4 separate regions of the Mus musculus genome follow, and regions 1, 2 and 4 are each linked to region 3. The links are chromatin contacts, called in public Hi-C and HiChIP or PLAC-seq maps. All regions are on one chromosome and are shown on one strand. The core of a region is the stretch at or near the end of the contact, and the rest is flanking DNA. Distances in the headings are between cores, read along the strand shown. Region 1 overlaps Ano1 (anoctamin 1, calcium activated chloride channel). Region 2 has its middle 20 kb from the start of Gm45181. Region 3 holds the start of Bc1 (brain cytoplasmic RNA 1). Region 4 has its middle 11 kb from the start of Gm34964.

Region 1 (2,979 bases), core at 257-2,756, 240 kb after region 3:
CAGTATGAAGTTACATAATCCTGTGTGTGACTGTGTGTCTTTCCAGCCCAGTCCCCTGGCACAGTGGAGGGTGGAGGAGGAGGAGAGCTGTTTGCTGCTGGGATTTGGCCAACTTAATGCATTTCTTAAATCCCACTTTAAGGGCACTTGGCACTTATGGGAGTGCGTAGCTCTAGGACCCAGTAGCCTTTTCAAAACCTCTCCAAGTTCAAAGTTACTTAGAGTAAACGGGAGCAGATGACTGGCAGAGAAGAGGTAGTCAAGACAGTGACAAGATGGCAGTCACATGGCTAAGCACACACAGCAAGGGAAGTTCTCTGTGATCACCACAAGACAGGCCTGTGAGCCTGAGAAGGCACTGCTTGGCTCTTTGAATTGGGAGCCTGGAGCCCAGTACCTCCTGTCTGTCCCTCCCGTTCCACCTCTCTAGATCCGGCCTGGGAATCACCAGAGGCTGTTTTGCTCCTGGTGACTTTTCATGATGACTTCTGGGGGGCCTTGAATGTTGTCATGCAGCTGCAAGTCCAGTTGGTGGGAGTGTCTGCTGTGGGAAGCTGGTAGCCCACCAGACAAGGTGCTGAGTGCAAGTTCTGAAGCTGAGGTTCAGACTGGGTCTGAGGACAGTGAGAGGTTGAGGCTGGAGAGCCCAGGAGGGTGTCCTGAGGGACAAGCACTCTGATGCCCACCAGAAAGGTAGAGGAAAGAGAGGCCACCCCTGCAGAAGCTCAATCAGGACAGCAGATGCTCCTCTTCCTCCTCTTCCTCCTCCTCCTCCAGAAGGGAGACTTAAAAACACCCTACTGTGTACAGGGACCTTGCTAGGTCCTGGGGTGAGAGAAAGCACAGGCTTCTAGTCACTGCAGGAGATGCAGCTGGCCTTGGAGGGTCAGATCAGGGTGCTCTGCAGCCTCTTAAGTCCTTAAGAGAAAACAAAACCCCACCAACCAACCGGTCAGCATTCTCTCCTGGTGGGCAGGAGTTCAGTTAGCTGACATACACTCACCCCTGTGGAGGAGATCGTCTAAAAGCTCACAGGTGGGGGCTACAGTACTTGGGAGATGATGGTGGGGGAGGAGGTCTACACAGGAGGGGTCCCAGGTGATGACATTGTGGTTAATCTGTCACCTCCTTAGGAAACAGCAAAGTTAGCTCCGGGCCTTTTTAAAAAATTATTATTATTATTATTAGGTATTTATTTCATTTACATTTCCAATGCTATCCCAAAAGTCCCCCACACCCTCCCAGCTCCAGGCCTTTTTATTTAAGGTGTGGTCTGGGGCACTTTCCCTTCGAGTAAGAATCCTTTCCACCCTCAAAATTTAAAAAACAAAACTCTAAACGGGCTCTGACCCCGGGTAAAAATAAAACTCGGAATCCTTTCTTCCTGTGTTTAAATTTCTACGGAAAATCTGACCCTTGTGGCCGCCGCCCCTGCGCTTATATCTTTAAGGCGGAGCCGGCGCGCGGCCAAGTTCACGGCGCGCGGGCGCCCTCGGGACGGGCCAGGTGGCGGCAGCGCCCGGGAGGTCGCGAGGGAGGAGGGAGCGGCCACGTCCCGTCCGCGCCAGGCCAGCACCGCTTCTCCGTTGCAGACGCCACCGGGGTTGTGGATGGGGAGCGCGAGGCCACCATGAGGGTCCCCGAGAAGTACTCGACGCTCCCGGCGGAGGACCGCAGCGTCCACATCGTGAACATCTGCGCCATCGAGGACCTGGGCTACCTGCCGTCCGAGGGCACGGTGAGTTCGGGTGCGGCCACGGGTGACCTCTCCACAGTGCGCAAGGTTTTTGGGGTTCCCAGCCACGCACGTGTGGCCTGGGAGCGCGCTGCTGCCGGAACCAAGTGCACGCGACCGGCTATACTCTGCGCGTCCTCCCACTCGCGGAACGCAGCGCCAGGGGTCCCCAGAGTGTCCCTGGTGTCCTTGCAGAGCCCAGCCCAGGGTTTGCAGTGTCTCTGAGGTCCCTCTCAGTGCTATGCCCAGAGTCCCCAGAGTGTTCCTGGGGTCTCTGCAGCCTATTGCCAGGGGTCTACAGAGTGTTCTGAGTTTTCTAGTGTCCTCGAAGTACCCACAGCGCCGGACCTGAGGTTTACCTGAGGTTTACAGAGTGTCCCTAAAATACCCAAAGTGCCCCCCTGAGATCGTCACAACACACTGACTGGGGTCCCCAGAGTGTACACAGAGCCCAACTCGGGGTTTGCAGTGTTCCTGGGATCCCAAAATTGTCCCTCGAAGTCTTTGCTTGTTCCTGGGATCTCTAGAGTGTCTCAGGGTCCCCACAGTGCCCAGTCCGGGGGTTCCCAGTCTCCTACGCATACAGCCCAAGCCTGGATGAGACCCTCCTTTCCAGGCCCTTAGCCAGGAGCAGCAGGGTGGGTGGGAGTAGGAGTCAAGGGTAAGGATCAGGTGGCCACCAGAGTGAGCGAGACCACTGCGCCGCCACCCGGTGGGGTTCGAGTCCTCCTGCCTGCAGTGCTTAGATCTCCAGCCCAGTGCAGCTGGCACATGCTCAGACTCAACCCAGAGATTGCCAACCTCAATCTAGTCCCTCATCCCCTCCCAGCGCCTTGGGCACGGGTAGGGGTGCAGGGTGGAGCCAGTCACCTGGTTGGGGAACCCAGTACAGAGGTGTCCCCTCTACCATAGCATTGTCCCTGGGGCCAGACAGCAGGTCACAGGGATTCCTGGTGGCACCGTGTGTGTGTGTGTGTGTGTGTGTGTGTGTGTGTGTGTGTGTGTGTGTGTGTGTGTGTGTGTTGGGAGGGGGAGGGAGTGGGATTCACTCCTGATGAGTCTGGTTTAAAGAACAAACTTTCCCAGAGCCCGGGTGGGGGCGGGGCACTCCCAGCAGGCACCAAAGACCAAAGAGCTTTTTCTTTCTTTCTTTCCTTTTTTCTCTTCCTTTCCCCCTCACCCCTACCCCCAGATCCCTCAAGGTCCCTATCTAGGCTAGAGGGAGCATTGCTGTCCAATGCCTG
Region 2 (2,900 bases), core at 248-2,747, 230 kb before region 3:
GGCTTCTGTTATTGACAGTTCATGTACAGTTTCTTTATGCAAGTTCTGTGAATTTTTTTTAGATTTATGTGTGTGTATATGTGGTATGTGTGTTTGTGTGTGTATGTGTGTGTGTGTGGTGTGGTGTGTGTGGGGGTGGGTGTGGTGTGGGTGTGTGAAGTGAGGACGCATATGAGTGTAGGTGCCTGTGGAGACCAGAAGAGGGTGCTGGATCCCTGAAACTAGAATGCCACGTGGTTTTGAGCTGCTCACCATGAGTGCTGGGAACTGAGCTGGATCCCTTGTCAAGTGCCACCTGAGCCATCTCTCCCACTCTGAGATCTCTGGATTCTGACAAGCACATAGAGTTGTGGAATACCTCACTGTCAAGTCACACAGTCCTGCCATCACCCATGTCTTGTAGTGTGATGTAGTGAGCAGTCCCACACGTGTCCCAAGGAATTGCTTTTATCATTAGCCCCTGCTGCACCACAGATGTGTTGAATCTGGGACTTGGCCCTGGGGTTATGGACACCTGAAGTCTTAAGATCCACACAGTATCAGTCTTAGTGTCTGAGGAGGCTTCTTGCCTGGTGTCAGGTCAGGGCCTTCTTGCTGTTGAGGTGTGTGTGGAGGAGAATCGGCCTTCTCACTCTTTCTGTAAAGACACTAATCCTTTTGGGTCAGGACTTCTTACTGCATCTGTTCTCAACCTGGGGGTCATGACCCCTTTAAAGGTTTAAGAACCCTTTCACAGGGCTCGCCTAAGACCACTGAAAAACACAGGTATCTACACTACTATTCATAATAGAAGCAAAATTACATTTATGAAGTAGCCATGAAATAACTTTATGGTTGTTGGGAGTCACCAACCAACCATACATGAGGACTGTATTAGAGGGTTGCAGCATTAGGGAGGTTGAGAACCACTGCCTCTTGACCACTTTTAACCTTATTTTGTGTCCTCAAAGCCTTATCTCCAGATAAGGGAACAGTTAAAATTAGGGCTTCCATATATGGAGGACACAGTCTTGTTTTCTGTACCTCTAATTTGTCCTTTCCAAGAATATCACAGAACCAGAATCTTACAGCTTCTAGCTTTTTGGCATCTTGTGTAGCAACAAATATATTACTATTCCTTCTATTTACCTTGCTGTATAGTACTCCACCAAACATCCTACTGTTCATCCATTGTGGAGATTCTTCTATTCAGTGGGATGCTGTAAGCAGCATTTGCAGGTTTTCACAATTCTTCCTAAAAACACACACAAGATTCCACTAGTATGCCTGAGCATCCATGTGTCCCTTTCTCTTGGGTACAGGTTTTAGGATTTTAGATAAGTTTATACTTTTACAAGCAGCTCTTTCCCATAATGTTTGAACTAACTTCCATACGCTCCAGGAACACATGCCTTCCTGTAACTGCATCCACAAAGCACACTGTACTGTGAGGGCCCCTCCCCAAAGAATAAACAACTAGTTATCAATTGTTTGACCACTTTAAGGAGTACATCATAGTATCACAATGTGGTTTTAGTTTGGTTGCCTTGGTGACTGGTGGAGGTGAAGCCATTCACATGTATTCTCTTGCTCAGGGGAAAACCTCATTCAGAGAGTTGGCTCATTGTCAATCATGTATCTTATTTTCCCACTGCTGAGAGAGTTCCAAATTCTTTGTCAATTATGTGGCTCACAAATATTTGTTCCTGGCATGGTGTGTGCCTTTTCATTCAGCAGGAGATAGTTTTAGTTCTGATGACATCCTGTTTAAGGATTTCTTCATATATCTATATCTATGTTTGTGCTTATAATCTATAATCTACATCATCTGTATCTATAGAGAGAGGTATTAGATTGATTTTTCTTTAAGTGTGTGTGTTTGTCTGTGTGTGTGTAGGTGCCCAGGGAGGCCAGAAGAGGGCATTTGATCCCTTATAGCTGGAGTGGCAGATGACTGTGAGCCACTTCATGTGGGATTTGAATGCTAGGTCTCATGATTGAAGAACAAGCACTCTGTTGTTGTTGCTGCTGCTGGTGCTGCTGCTGCTGCTGTTTTGAGACAGGGTTTCTCTGTGTAGCCCTAGATGTCCTGGAACTTGCTCTGTAGACCAGGCTGGCCTTGAACTCAGAGACCCACTGCACACATCACCACTGGCTTCAGTAAGCACTATAACTGCTGTGTCTTCTCTCCAGCCCTAGATTTTTTTAAATGTATTCATTGTGCCTCCAGAGAAATTGACATGAGATCTTTACCTAATCTAAGGTCACAAAGATTTAGGTCCTGTTTCTTCCAGAATTTTCCTAGCGGATTATTATTATTATTATTATTTTGTTTTTGTTTTTGTTTTTGTTTTTCAAGACAGGGTTTCTCTGTCCTGGAACTCATCTGTAGACCAGGATGGCCATGAACTCAGAAATCTGCCTGCCTCTGTCTCCCAAGTGCTGGGATTAAAGGCATGTGCCACCACTGTCCGGCATAATTTTTTTTTTTTTTACATTATTAATCTTAGTAAATCTAAGTTTGTTCTTGAGGTACAATGTGATCGGGTTTCTTTTACCACTGCTTTCTCACTATGATGAACTGTCCCTGGAACTGTGAGCCAAACCAGACCTGTCCTCACTTAAATTGCTTTTGTCAGAGCTACTGAAAGATTAATACAGGCACAGTCTCGCTGCATTGCCCAGGCTGGCTTTGAACTTACAATCCTCCTACCTCAGCCTTGCTAGCGGCTGGACTGACAGGCCTGAGCCTCTAGGCCAGGATCTTGAATACATCTCTAACAACCTTTGAAGTCCCTGGCTCCTGTATCCTCCATCTGTCACCCGTGGGTCTATTTCTTTTGACTGGTTTTTCTCTGCATCAGAGTCTCTGGCTATTTTTTGTTACCAGAGTCTGGTAATTTTTGTTCAGATGCTCGATG
Region 3 (2,963 bases), core at 130-2,629:
AGGACTCCTCACACCTCTGTAGAGGTACAGAAAATGTCCCCAAGATCAAGACAGTATGCCACCACTGGGATGCTCTGGGTAGGTGGGTATTATTGTGTCTAAGAGTTCAACCCTCAAACTGGCAATAAATTGCTGCCGGCGCTGTTGAAGGAATGTTCTGGAAGCCCCCATGTGAGGCAGTGAACAGCTCCCCATTTGGGGGCGTGGGCATCTGCCAGGACCCGACTCCCTAAACCGAGCCTGAGCAGTCACCCGGGGAGGTACCCAACCCACAATGAGCAGCCAGCCTGGAGAGGCCAAGATGACCTGGGCCACCGTCCCGCCCAGGCGTTCCCTGGGGACTTTTCAGGATCCAAAGGGGCCTGCCCGACATATCCATCAGCAGACCCATGAATACCGCCGTATGTGCGGCAATTAAAGGACAAGAAAAAGTGGCAGCTCGCAGATGGCGAAGGCGGGTATCCCCGAGGACTGCCCAGCAGCTGCCGGGGCGGGGCGGAGCCGGGTCTCTCTGCCCACCTCTCATCCGCCATCACGACGGCGTCAAATATGTCCTGCTCCACGGCCATGGCGGTGTCTCGGCTCTCCCCCGGCCCTCGCATTCCTTTCATTCTGTGTAGTAATCGCCAACTGGCGAGACGCGATCACAAACGCCCGGATTGTCAGAATGAAGAAGACACTTCCGTGTATGCCGCGCGGAGCAGGGCGGGTAAGGACGGCAAGCTAAAGAAGCCAAAAAAAAAAAAAAAGCCCATCCCACTGCGCATGGGTAGATGCTACATGGGCGGGGCTAGCCCGAGGGAAGCCTTGCTCCTCCTCCTTGGTACCGCTCGCTCCGTGGTGGGTGGGGCGGGTCAGGTCGCTTGGGGCACGTCGTCTGGGTCGCTCGCGGTGTCCAGACGAACCCTGCTTTTATTTTCAAAATCCAAACAGATGGGACCGAATTCACAAACGTGGGTCTTAAAGAAATGAGAAAAGTTACCAAAGATCTGGCACAGGGGCGTTCCCAGGAAATGGAGGAAGGGCCCAAGGGGCAGGCTTCAAGGAGGGAGGAGTATCCGGCATCCTCTGCTGTCACCGGACTGTCAATCACCGCATCTGTACACTGCACCGGACCCTCCCTGAGGGCTGGAAACGATTTGATACTGCGATATCCTAAAGGGCAGATAATAAATATTGCCCCCAGACATGAAAATGCCCTTGGGGGGGGGTCTTTGAAAATGAAAAAGGTTGTGTGTGCCAGTTACCTTGTTTTTTTTTGGTCTTTTTGTTATTTTGTCTTTTTTTTTTTTTTTTTTTTTTTCCAGAGCTGAGGACCGAACCCAGGGCCTTGCGCTTGCTAGGCAAGCGCTCTACCACTGAGCTAAATCCCCAACCCCGAACGCTAGCACTTGCTGCCAGTATTTAAAGCAAAACTGAAGTATTTCATACACAGTCAAGTATCAGGTGGTTCCGAAGGGCTGGCCGGCAGGAGGAGCCACTTTGTCCAAGCGCTCCAATCTCACAGGCACCCACTCTTCAAACAGCAGAAATTGAAGTTAGTTTTCTCATCATTTCCATCAGAGATACCTTCCAAAGTATAGTTTTAAAGAGTATTCCACAGTACAGTAAGTTCCTTAGGCAACAATTGCTAACAAGTTAATCAGCTCCTGTATAAAAGAGACCAGAGATACAACACTGTAATTGATGGAGGGCTGAATAAGTAAACACGCCACTTGAACTGAATTTCATCTGTGCAAATGAATCCTTAACTATAACAAAATGCTTTTTGAAAATGAGAACTACTGTGTCAGACAGAAGAGAGAAGTTTGAGTCTGGTGATGAACATGATGGCATGTTGACTGAAGAAGAGATAAGCCTGGAGAACAGCCTAGAATGTCTCCTAGGAGTAAAACTTCCGTGATAAAAATAAAATCACAAACTTCAGGAAGGATAGAGCAGTGAGCACTCGCCATGACAGGCAAGTATGGTTTCTCAGGAAAATAAAGTGAGTCCCTCACACTCTGCTCACGCTGCTCACACTGCTCATCAGAAGAGTCTACACCAAGTAAAAAGTTAACCACAAAAAGAAAAAGGAGGCCAGGTGCGGTGGCAAAGGTCTTCTTTTAATCCCAGCACTTCGGAGGCAGAGGCAGGCAGATTTCTGAGTTCGAGGCCAGCCTGGTCTACAGAGTAAGTTCCAGGACAGCCAGGGCTACACAGAGAAAACCTGTCTCAAAAAATGAAAAGAAAAAAAAAGATGTGGGTACAAAACAGATTCATCCTGGAAGCAGGGACAGTGGCCCCCACTTGTAAGCCCCATGTGGGAAGCTGAGGGAAAAGAACTGCCATGAATCTGAGGCCAACCTGGGCTACAGAGTGCATTCCAGACTGGTCTGGGCTGAAGAGTGAGACCATATCTCAAAACATAAAATATAATTGTTTAGAAATAGATGAATGAGCCGGGCGTTGTGGCGTACGCCTTTAATCCCAGCACTTGGGAGGCAGAGGCAGGCGGATTTCTGAGTTCGAGGCCAGCCTGGTCTACAAAGTGAGTTCCAGGACAGCCAGGGCTACACAGAGAAACCCTGTCTCGAAAAAAAACAAAAAAACAAAAAAACAAAAAAAAAAAGAAATAGATGAATGAATGAATGAATTCATCCTAACAGGAGAAAATAGCAAGCTAATGGGCCTTTTGTATGGCACAGAACTGAGCAGCAGGTGTCTGGCCTTTAAATTGGGTAGAGTCCCAGGAGGAACAGACGGAGTCCACGGAAAGAGCAGCCAGAAGTAGCATCTGCCTTCTGAGATGGTTAAAGGCCCTGAGCCCTCTGTTTGGTGGAATTAAAGGGAACTTTCATTGTTCACCAATGTATGAATTTGAGCTGACTTTTGGTCAGATGGTTCAAAAGGATAAGAAGGTCATTTGAAAGTCTGTCCGCTTTGACCTGGTAGTTTAATTTTGTTTGATTTTTGTCTGTGGG
Region 4 (3,095 bases), core at 465-2,964, 140 kb after region 3:
GGGCGGTGGTAGCACACGCCTTTAATCCCAGCACTTGGGAGGCAGAGGCAGGTAGATTTCTGAGTTCGAGGCCAGCCTGGTCTACAAAGTGAGTTCCAGGACAGCCAGGGCTACACAGAGAAACCCTGTCTTGAAAAACAAAAACAAACAAGCAAACAAACAAAAAAAAGAAAAGAAAAGAAAGAAAGGACAGCTGAAAGACAGAGAGAGACAGAGGTGCTGGAGACGTGGCTAAGGGAACAACGCACTTGCTGTGTGAGTGTGAGGACCAGGGCAGTGTCCTTTGTATTCTCATGAAAAGCCAAGCACACTTGATGGTCTATCTGTATCCCAGTAGCTGGGAGGCTGAAGCAGGGCATCCTGGAGCAAGCTGGCCAGCTAGAGTAGGCAAATTTTTGAGCTCCAGGCTCACAGAGAGATACCTTGCCTTGGTAACAAGGTAGTTGTTGAAGGAGAAGCCCGTATCAACCTCTGGTCTTCACGTACATGAGCACACACATGTATGTGCATATACACACAAGAACACTCATGTACACAACAAACACATACACATGAGCAAAAAGAGAGTAAGAAAGATCAGGGGTAGATAATGCCTGTGTGTGACCCGAGGTGCCTTGCCCCTCGAGGAAAGGGCTGTGGGTCACGATCCTCCTCAGGTTGGAGGGTACCACCCAGGGGTAGGGCTGCACTGATTCATCTTTCTGTGCGTCAGTTTCCTCATCTATAAGAAGCCACATCCCTGTAAGGGTAGTCATGAGAACTTCCCAATGTCATTCCTGGCCCGGGGAAGCTGGCTTTTTCCTGGGGACATTGATGTGGCCTCAGTTCTCAAGTCTTCCACAACCTGAGCTCAGCCCATGGTGCCTCCCCAAACCTGGCCTAGCCCTGACAGAAGGTTTAGTGGTGTGAAGAGAGGGAAGGAGCCATCGAGACGCCAGGGCCAGTGCAGGGCAGGAACAGCCAGGGTGTGTGAAGCAGTTAGCCCCATCTCTGCTATACTAGGGAGCATGGCTGGCTGGGGATGGGCAGAGACGTGAGGGCTGAGCTCAAGTACCAGAGGCACAGCAAAACTGCATTTTAACATGGTGCTAAACCACTTTAAAAATAGCAGTATATTTTGTTTGTTTGTTTTTACTTAAAATATTTATTTTATTTTATGTGTATGTATGCACAGCTTGTAGGTGCCTGAGGAGGCCAGACAAAGTCATTAGGCCCTGAGTTGTTAAACTTAAAGGCAGTTGGCGAACTGCTTTATGTGGGTACTGGGAACCAGATTCAGGTCCTCTGCAGGAGCAGTGTGAGTTGTTAGCTGCTGAGCCATCTCTCCAGCCTCATTAAAAAAATGTGTGTGTGTGTGTAAGAGAGAGAGAGAGAAAGAGAGAGAGCATGAGTCTGTGGGAGCAAGTGTGCATGTGAGTAAGAGTGTGAATGTAAGTATGCATATGTGAATGAGTATGTGTGGGGTGTGTGAGCATGTGAGTCTGTATGAGTGTGTTTGAATGAGTACATGTGAGAGTGTGTGATGTGTGTGTGAGTGTGTGTGTGTGTGTGTGTGTGTGTGTGAGTGTGTGGTGTGTATGAGAGTGAGTGGCGTGTGAGTGTGGAAGCCAGAGGACAGCTGGCAGGAAATACTTCTCTTTCTCCACCTTGTGGGTTCGGGGACTGAATTCAGGACGTTAGTCTTGGCCACAAGCACTTTTACCAGAGTAACCGTTTTGCTGGCTGAAATACCAGTATCTTAGAAACTGGTTCCAGCAGAATGAGCTCAGCCAGGGGCTGTCAAGTGTCAGACCTCAGGAGCAAATGGTGGTTTCTTTTGAGAATTTCAGTGGGAGGTGGACTTCAGCAAAGTCAAATAAAAATGATTCATGAACCTCACCCCACCCAGATCCAGTCATGCTCAGTGGCACTCCAGAGACTCTCAGCCCCAAGGTCAGATCCTCTCCATTCTCCATCTCCCTCCATTCAACCCCCTGGGTCACCTATCTATGGTTCTACCCTAGCACATACCCTCCCCATCATTTTTCTCTTTCTCTGAATCTGGATCTTTCCCCCACCCCCACCCCCTTCCCTTCTCCCTCTTGCTCCAGCCCACTCGCTCCTGGGCCTCTGCATGCTCTGGGTCTCATAAGTCCAGGATGGCCTTAAACTTGCTACGCACGCAGCTCAAGCTGACCCTCCTGCCTCTACCTCCCAAGTGATGGGATGACCGGCCCATGTCACCATCCCTGCTTTGTGTAATGCTGAGAATTGAACCCAGGACTTTGTGAATGCTAGGCGAACATTCTACAACTATGCTACATCCTCAACTCCACTGGGGGCTCTTAGAAAAATGCCTTATAAATATATGCCAGGTTCTTTTCTTCCCCAGGGCGCCTATTTGCTTGAAATGCCTCTCTCTCTCTCTCCTCTCTTTCTCCTTTTCTTCTTCTTCTTCTTCTTCTTCTTCTTCTTCTTCTTCTTCTTCTTCTTCTTCTTCTTCTTCTTCTTCTTCTTCTCCTTCTCCTTCTCCTTCTCCTTCTCCTTCTCCTTCTCCTTCTCCTTCTCCTTCTCCTTCTCCTTCTCCTTCTCCTTCTTCTTCTTCTTCTTCTCCTTCTTCTTCTTCTTTTTTTAAAAATAAGACAAAGTCTAACTGAACCTATAATCCACTTTTGTAGACAGGGCTAGTCTTAAACACACAGAGATTCCCTGCCTCTGATGTGAGCTTCCACACTTGCCCTAGAATTTTTTTTCAGCTGGTCCAAGCTTAAAAGTCAGAGGTGCCTTCCGATGACCCTTGCTGGCACTGTCTCTTAGACATGCCTTCCTCTTACATCACTTTCTGTCTTTCTTTGGTCTTTAAAAAGACCAGTGTTCACCAGCCAGGTTCCACCCTACCTACACTGAGCTGTCTTCTTCTGGGAGCCCACACTTCCTCGTCCTCAGCTCTTGCCTTACTTCCACACAGTGTTTCAAAGCAGATCATATATTTTGGCTTCTGGTGGTACCAGAGGCATAATGTTCTCTGTGGAGAGGAAGGCTGAATGGAGTTGGTGGCCCCTGTTCCTTCCCAGGCTCCTCCACATTTCCCCTCACCCCCAGAGGAGGTTCCTGGT

The links. A called contact is a pair of places that touch in the nucleus more often than the background predicts. HiChIP or PLAC-seq counts read pairs in DNA pulled down with a chosen protein or histone mark.
Region 1: a contact with region 3 is called in a FOXA1 HiChIP or PLAC-seq map of pancreatic cancer cells. The contact joins the enhancer-like site here to the promoter of Bc1 in region 3. A contact is called at or near these places in 4 of 39 promoter capture datasets (the 3T3-L1 cell line, the HPC-7 cell line and embryonic stem cells), 1 of 15 datasets of contacts at CTCF or cohesin (embryonic stem cells), 5 of 484 Hi-C or Micro-C datasets (all in embryonic stem cells), 5 of 115 datasets of contacts at active chromatin or transcription factors (embryonic midbrain, embryonic stem cells, pancreatic cancer cells and 1 more) and 2 of 9 other capture datasets (adipose tissue and pancreatic islet).
Region 2: a FOXA1 HiChIP or PLAC-seq map of pancreatic cancer cells shows a contact between it and region 3. The contact joins the enhancer-like site here to the promoter of Bc1 in region 3. A contact is called at or near these places in 3 of 39 promoter capture datasets (the C10 cell line, embryonic stem cells and trophoblast stem cells), 2 of 484 Hi-C or Micro-C datasets (bone marrow-derived macrophages and embryonic fibroblasts), 14 of 115 datasets of contacts at active chromatin or transcription factors (the 230-238 cell line, bone marrow-derived macrophages, embryonic stem cells and 4 more) and 2 of 9 other capture datasets (adipose tissue and liver).
Region 4: a contact with region 3 is called in a Hi-C map of LSK cells, with 3 times the contacts expected there. The contact joins the enhancer-like site here to the promoter of Bc1 in region 3. A contact is called at or near these places in 12 of 39 promoter capture datasets (3T3-L1-derived adipocytes, the C10 cell line, the HPC-7 cell line and 7 more), 3 of 15 datasets of contacts at CTCF or cohesin (CD8 T cells and embryonic stem cells), 31 of 484 Hi-C or Micro-C datasets (2-cell-like embryonic stem cells, the 3T3-L1 cell line, 8-cell embryo and 20 more), 16 of 115 datasets of contacts at active chromatin or transcription factors (craniofacial prominence, embryonic basal ganglia, embryonic forebrain and 8 more) and 1 of 9 other capture datasets (adipose tissue).

What each region holds. Positions count from the first base shown.
Region 1 is chr7:144,677,393-144,680,371 of GRCm38.p6, reverse strand. Ano1 (anoctamin 1, calcium activated chloride channel) reads left to right here. Exons shown (of 26, transcript NM_178642.6): 2 at 1,593-1,738. The coding sequence starts at 1,631. Among named protein-coding and RNA genes, the nearest start is that of Ano1, 60 kb to the left of the region's middle. Within about 2 kb of position 1,506, at least 39 of the 459 cell types and tissues checked have an H3K27ac peak or open chromatin away from gene starts, as enhancers often do. A contact at or near this core is called in pancreatic cancer cells, where this site is marked.
Region 2 is chr7:145,145,473-145,148,372 of GRCm38.p6, reverse strand. No RefSeq gene overlaps it. Among named protein-coding and RNA genes, the nearest start is that of Gm45181, 20 kb to the left of the region's middle. Within about 2 kb of position 1,497, at least 22 of the 459 cell types and tissues checked have an H3K27ac peak or open chromatin away from gene starts, as enhancers often do. A contact at or near this core is called in embryonic fibroblasts and pancreatic cancer cells, where this site is marked.
Region 3 is chr7:144,912,886-144,915,848 of GRCm38.p6, reverse strand. It overlaps Bc1 (brain cytoplasmic RNA 1), which reads right to left and starts at 1,379. Exons shown (of 1, transcript NR_038088.1): 1 at 1,226-1,379. LTO1 (ABCE maturation factor) reads right to left here and starts at 749. Exons shown (of 4, transcript NM_001357869.1): 1 at 520-749. The coding sequence starts at 611.
Region 4 is chr7:144,776,595-144,779,689 of GRCm38.p6, reverse strand. No RefSeq gene overlaps it. Among named protein-coding and RNA genes, the nearest start is that of Gm34964, 11 kb to the left of the region's middle. Within about 2 kb of position 1,714, at least 26 of the 459 cell types and tissues checked have an H3K27ac peak or open chromatin away from gene starts, as enhancers often do. A contact at or near this core is called in the Ba/F3 cell line, LSK cells, adipose tissue and 2 more, where this site is marked.